Linked DNA regions of Rattus norvegicus: region 2 is linked to region 1. Evidence: chromatin contacts called from public Hi-C data. All regions are on one chromosome and are shown on one strand. Each heading gives the region's core, a stretch centred on a gene start, on an enhancer-like site or on the middle of the called end of the contact. The rest is flanking DNA. Distances are from core to core; before and after follow the strand shown.

What was found. A called contact is a pair of places that touch in the nucleus more often than the background predicts.
Region 2: a Hi-C map of the A7r5 cell line shows a contact between it and region 1, with 5 times the contacts expected there. The contact joins the enhancer-like site here to the promoter of Lect2 in region 1. A contact is called at or near these places in 4 of 12 Hi-C or Micro-C datasets (the A7r5 cell line, Schwann cells, kidney and 1 more).

The regions. Positions count from the first base shown.
Region 1 is chr17:8,048,523-8,051,664 of GRCr8, reverse strand. It overlaps Lect2 (leukocyte cell-derived chemotaxin 2), which reads right to left and starts at 1,631. Exons shown (of 4, transcript NM_001108405.1): 1 at 1,437-1,631; 2 at 258-354. The coding sequence starts at 1,482.
Region 2 is chr17:8,122,901-8,126,042 of GRCr8, reverse strand. It overlaps Slc25a48 (solute carrier family 25, member 48), which reads left to right. Exons shown (of 9, transcript XR_010059371.1): 8 at 1-2,402. Among named protein-coding and RNA genes, the nearest start is that of Il9, 7.4 kb to the right of the region's middle. Within about 2 kb of position 1,587, at least 3 of the 93 cell types and tissues checked have an H3K27ac peak or open chromatin away from gene starts, as enhancers often do. A contact at or near this core is called in the A7r5 cell line, where this site is marked.

The DNA of each region.
Region 1 (3,142 bases), core at 382-2,881:
CAACAATAGCATCATCAACAATAACAATAACAACATTGCTTTGATTCCTTTCCCTTCTCTCTGGCTCTGTCTCTAGTGCAGACCCCATACTTGAAGCAGGATTTCGGAAGTTGCTCCGAATGCAGTCACTGTCGCACACAGCGCTGGCTTCCAGTCTGCCAGAGGGAGGTCATTGTGGGCCCTTTAGGAAACACAGGAGGCAGACAATGGGAAAAGAGAGGAACCACCAAGTGGCAGCTGTTTGCGATCGCTCCTACCTTTGAGTAGAGTACTGTCCACAGCCATAGCTGTCACATGTCCGGATCTCGTTGGAAGATCTGCTGGCACATATGTTAGCCCATGGTCCTGCCAGGGCTGCAGAAGAGAAATGTGAGAGTCATGGGCACCCGTGACCTGTGTCTCTCCTGTGTGTCCCCCTGGACACTGGGGTCTAATCCCCCCTCATTTGGTTAGTTTCTCCTGTGGATAGCAGATTTAGATATAGAACATAGTCCCCGGCTATGTAATTCTGTGGCATATGAAATATTTATAAGCATGAACCTTCATCATATCACTGCTCGAAATCCTTCATGAATACAAGGTGGAAATTGTGTTTTCAACTTTCCTTTGCCTGTTACCAGACCTGGGGAGCACTATGCTAAAGCAAAGGAAGGGAGCACGGACAGAACTCACGAAGCTGCGTGGTAACCTTGGAATGTTTTATAATCAGGGCTAAGAATGGCATCCACGCAAATGTCTGACACACAGACAGAGTCGCCAACTTTAGACAGCATGAACTGAATCTCATATTTGCAAAACGTAGAAGTGGATATTTGAGACGTGACAAAACCACAAGCCACAGTGAGCCTAAATAGTATTTTCTGTGAAGAAAAGCTACAGTATATTCATTGCTGTAACTTCATATTTGAGTCTCAAAGCCTTCTAATGTGGAGCTAAGCTTCAAATGGATGTTATGATCAGGTTATAGCAGGATGGAACCAGCATCATCCCGGGCAACTGAGGAATCTAGTGGGCAGCTTATTAATCTGTTTGTCTTGCCTGCTGGGAGCACCAAGGGGACGGTCCCATCATCCCAAGCTGGCCTTAGCATCAGGAACTCCCCACATCCGAGTCTTATGTGAGACTTTCACCTTCTAGGGTTTTGGGGGAGTGGGCTGGGGGTGGGTTCTGATTAAGTTCCAGGCAAGGATTGAAGGGGTGTCAGAGTCTCCCTGCACCCTGTTTATATTCCCTGACTGAGGACTCAGAGCATCAGGAAGAGGTGGTGGAGAAATCCAACTGCTTCACCGTTCCAGCCTACTCCAACTTCAATTACTAATACCAAATTTTATGTCACATTCTATGATTGACTTTTAAGCCTACGCCTGAAATCGGGCGTAACCCGGGTATATAACTCTTAAGTTAGTGAGGATTCTAACGTTGGGCTTCTGACTTACCAGTGGAAATCAAAGCAGCTGACATGAGGATTCTTGTGGGAAACATCTGGATTCTGCTTCCCGTTTCTTCCTCTGGTTAGAATTGCTCCCATGCACACACAGTCCACGACTGAGTCCACCTTCTCTGGTAATTAAGCTTTGGAATCCCGTGTTTCTCCGAGGTTTAGTACGAGACACGGAAAACAAAATGAGTCAGGTTAAACTGTAACATTCCGTGGAGAGGGCTGTCTGACCGCACAGAGACCTCTGCCAATGCCTTTGATCTGGAGAAGCTGCCAATGCTATCAGAAACACTGATATTAACTATTAACAGGAATGATAAAACTGGGAGCGGAATGATGTCTTCTGCTTGGGGCTGGAGGGTGATGGCGGTATAGTGATCACGGTCACTGGAGACCTTTCTGAGGATCATCCAGGTTGACAGTAATATTGGAGGATTCTCATAATCGCAGCGCATATCTTAGGTGTGGTGGGTATTCAATTGTCCAATTAGACTTCAACTACATAAGATCTATAGATAATATTGACAGTTTCATAAATTGTTTCTTTTGAGCATGTGATTTCAAAGGCTTATAACGGTGGAATTAACACCTAAGGAATCTACCAGTAGAGGAGATCACAGTCGAACCATGAACTTACATAAAGACTATATATGTTAATATACTTAGATCCTAAATACACTATTGAATATTAAGGATTATGCATTGTATACCATATCCTATCTTTAAATCTTCCAAACAAAAAGTGTTGCCCTTCGTGAATATGGTGTGTATAAGAATGACACAAAAACACGCAGCAGCACAGCCTGGAGAGGAGCATACTGGGTGGAGAGTCATGGCTACGTAAGCTCTAAAATATTTTGTTTCTGGAAAAAAAAAAACAATGGCAAGTCTGCAAAACATTAATTTGTCAATTATTGGAGACCCGGATGCAACATTCTCTAGTTCTCTGTGCTTCTTACTTGTAATTAGCTTTTCCGAATCGGAATTCTCACATATGAACTACCAGCTACCCTTAACGTCAGACAAGGACTAGACTTTTCCATGAAGCCTCCCCGCTTGCATACCTAGTCAGTAGCTGTAGGAAACTTGTGGTAACGCTTCCACAGCTGCAGCCACACCCTGTCCTGTCTTCCCGGACACTTCCCCAGCCTTTGGTTTTGGCTCAGCTCTGTGGTTTTGACCAAGTGAGTCAGAGGTAACGCTATGTCCTGCAGCCTGACCTGCTTTCTGTCATTGCACTCTGCTTCCCGTGTCCTGCCAGTGCCAGGCTGACAGGCTGCCCCAGGACACAATAAGGAGTCACACGCAACAGGGACTCACAGCTGAAGGCAGCCCAGGACACCCCAGAACAGTGAGTAATACTGGATGCAGCGTGAAGCCACGGAGGCCGCAACGGTAACAAAACCGTGTGGGCGAGGCTGCACTGGACTTCACACAGCTTTTCTCGGAGTGCCGTGTACACGGTGCCACCACAGTGCAGGCATCACGGAAATGAGTCTGAGCAAGAACGGGAATAGATCACTGGGGAGAATCTAGAAGCAGGTCCAGATGCATACAGTTTACAGCGCACAGTAGGGACACCACTTCAGACCATCGCAGAAATCAGGGTGACATCTGGAAGGAAACAAAAGCTTGGTCTGTACATCAAAGTGGACCAGTATTTCCATGCAAAAGAGGAAGGGAGGGAGGAAGGAAGGGAGGGGA
Region 2 (3,142 bases), core at 338-2,837, 74 kb before region 1:
GACAGCCTTCCTGACCGACTGTGGCACAAGACCCATCTCCATGTGGGTGTGTCCAAGCCTAGATCCTGCTGGCCACAACTCAAAAAGAGCATTCTTTATGCACCCTCTCTCCTCTCTGCGCCACCGTAATCTGAGCAGGCCTCACCCCGCTGCAGGCTGCGATTGCAGCGCCCGTAGAGCCAGCAAGGGTGCATTACTGGAGAGTAGGAAGACCCAGCCGTCTCCGTCCGGTGCCAGGTGGGACACAGCCATCATCCCGAGCTTCGAGTCCCTTCCTTCATGACTGCAGACTTTCTCTCCAGAGTCCAAGTGCTGGTGGGAAACAGCAGACCATACATGGGTCAGGCAGCCATCATCTCTTTCAGCTCTGGGTTAGAACCTGAGAAAGAGAGGCAAAAACATTCTGTGCCCACGGATGTTGGAAACCCAGCATAGACTTGCACTCCTCAATCAAAAGCACAGAAAAGTCCTTAGGGTTGTTTCTGTATACGTAGCGCCCTACCTGACTTCTGAGAGACCTTGGTCACCCTCCTCTCTCTTCAGTTTAGGTCTTTGGAGATGCTGCCAGAAGAAACCAGCTTAACTAAGAGGGGTGGGGAGGTTAGCATGTGTCATTTTCTTCGTGGTCCTCAAGTTGGGAAGGGAGGGTTCAGTGTCTGGAAAGAAACATACAGGGGAGGAAAATCCAAAGATTTGCTCCCAAGCCTGAGCGGGTGATGTGTTGGTGTCATGCCTGAGCCGCAGATGGCAGCCAGAGCTCACAGGGGCGGGTGTTCTGTGGGCGTGACTTCTACGTGGAAATCCCAATAAAATGCAGTCTGCTTCCCAGTGTGACTTTGTGCTTCTACCTTACCACCTATGGGAGCCACATAGGAGATAACCTTGCTCTTCCGTGGCGCGCGTCCATGATGTCACTTCCGGCTCTGCGCCTGCAGCAGCCACGCCTACTGCACCCCAGAGCCCTTCTCAGCACACTGCTGAATGTGGCTTCAGAGTCCTGCCTCACATTGTCACCTGCGCAGTCGCCACCAGCCAAGCAGAAATGTGGTCCAGGGTGGTCTTAAACCCCAGTGAGGGAACTGTCTTCACAGCCATGTAAAAAACAAACGTTTTAAGATCTTCCTTGGTTTGCCCCAAACCAAGCACCAAATCACAACTGCCCCCTAGAGGCCGACATGACCATTTTCAGTGTAGATCACAGGTGCTTCCTCAGAATGCTCTCCAAGCCCACCCTTCACAGCTCTTGAAGCTCAAAGTCCCTTGGCTAGATCTGAGCCGATGGGCTTGTGGTCACTTAGTGATCACCTGTGTTGAGCCCCTGCTGTGTGCAGGCACCGACTCAAGGGAAGAGTGGAGGAGCTCCGGCAAAGCTTTCGTGCTAGTTTACTAGACTCCTTAACAGGAAGAGGCTGGCCCAACCCCCACTTCAGCATCACGGGCAGGTACTGAGGGTCTTGGTGAGGTGCTGTGCTCCTGGTATGTTACAGGATGGACCCAGAGTGCCTCCTCTATCCCATCCCAGGATGTGTCAAGCAGGCATGCACTAGTGCCTGCCTAGGCTGCACAGTTGGGTTGAAGGAGTGGTATTTTCAGAGGCCAATCAGGATCTCCCATTGTGTACTCCTGGCTAGGCAGAGAGTTCACTCCTCTGTAGTGAATGACTAAGGGGCAGTTGGAAGCCCTTCTGCTTGTCTGTGACATCACGTGCTGTACAGTCCTTAGGAAAACCCGTGTGCTCATGAGAAAACGAGAGTGGAGAGGAAGGTGGTATCTTAGAGTCATTGGAAGTTAGTTTTCAGTCTTGCCGGTCGCTTTGAGGACCGGAAACATTATTTCTCAAAAGCCTGTTTGGCTGATATGCCATAGAATTGCCACTTGGTGGCAGCAGAGTGTCAACTAAATCCTGAGGGTGCCTGCTAGCTGGTGACTGTTCTGGGAGCGCTTGGGTCCTGGGCACTTCCCTCCCAATCTTTGTTCTCGGTGCCCCAGGGTGTGGTCCTTCCCTTGGGTTTCAACCTCGGTGTCTATCTGCATGATCTCGACACGTTCTGCTGCTTGGGCTTAAGTTCTCCTCGTCTGTAAAAAAAAACCACAGTCTTCCTCTCTGATCCGGGGCTGTTAGCTTTTGTCTGGAGGTTGACAAAGGGTGGCTGGGTCTGTGTACCCTGGGCCCGGACCATGTGAAACTCTGAGCATCATAACTGCTCCTTTGTGTCTTCATAAGCATGCTTTGGAATGGGATAGATGCCGATACTGAATAGATCTTCGCATGCTCCGGACACAGGATGGGCTATTGGTCCGTGTTCTAACTCCCAGAATCCTCTCTGCTAAGCTGTTGTCAAAGAAGATTCCGGAAGCACGTGATTCAGTTGTGAAGTCCAGGGAGCTGTACATCCAGAGAAGTATGGCTTCTGGCCACTGGCTGAGCATAGAGAGGGCCCACTGGGCTTGATTCCCCTGGGCATGGAGGGGCCCACTGGGTTAGGTAACCCAAGTCTTAAAAGATCGGTGTTCCGCGCTCCTGCCTCAGTTCTACCTTCCCCTGCATGCTTATTATGGTTGCTGAGTCATCAAACCGTGTCCTTGGGCGCTGGGGACACAGGTGCAACTGTTTTCATTTTCTACCTAAATTTAACTGTCCTTCCCCTCCCCCCAGCCCGCGCCACTTCTCCTTCCCCCACCAAGCCCCATTCTATCCAATAGCCAGGAGTGGGTCTCGGGTGTGATTTTGCCACTTCTGGGGAAAATTTAGGCATCCTGAGTGAAATGGTCAACTCGAGATGGCCCCTTTACCCCTGGAGGTGACTTGAGATTCTGAGACCGGGATACCCTGCTGTATTCTCTGGGTTCCTGCAACAAATCTGCCCAGGGGCTTAGCCCCCTGCACAGGGTAGCATCTGATCCATTTGAACAATGTGCTTCTGGGCCTCAGTTCTCATTTATGCAGTGAGAAGTATACACAACTGTTAGTGGGTACCTCAGGAGGTCAACGTGAGGATCCAACTCACTATCCTACAAGTCACTCTTATTTCTGCCTGATGCCCAGGAAAGAGGAACAAGTGCTCCAGGTGAGCTCTCCTCACCCAAGGTGTGCCCTTCTCACCCCAGGTGTGCCCTCCTCGCCCCAGGTGTACCCTCCTCA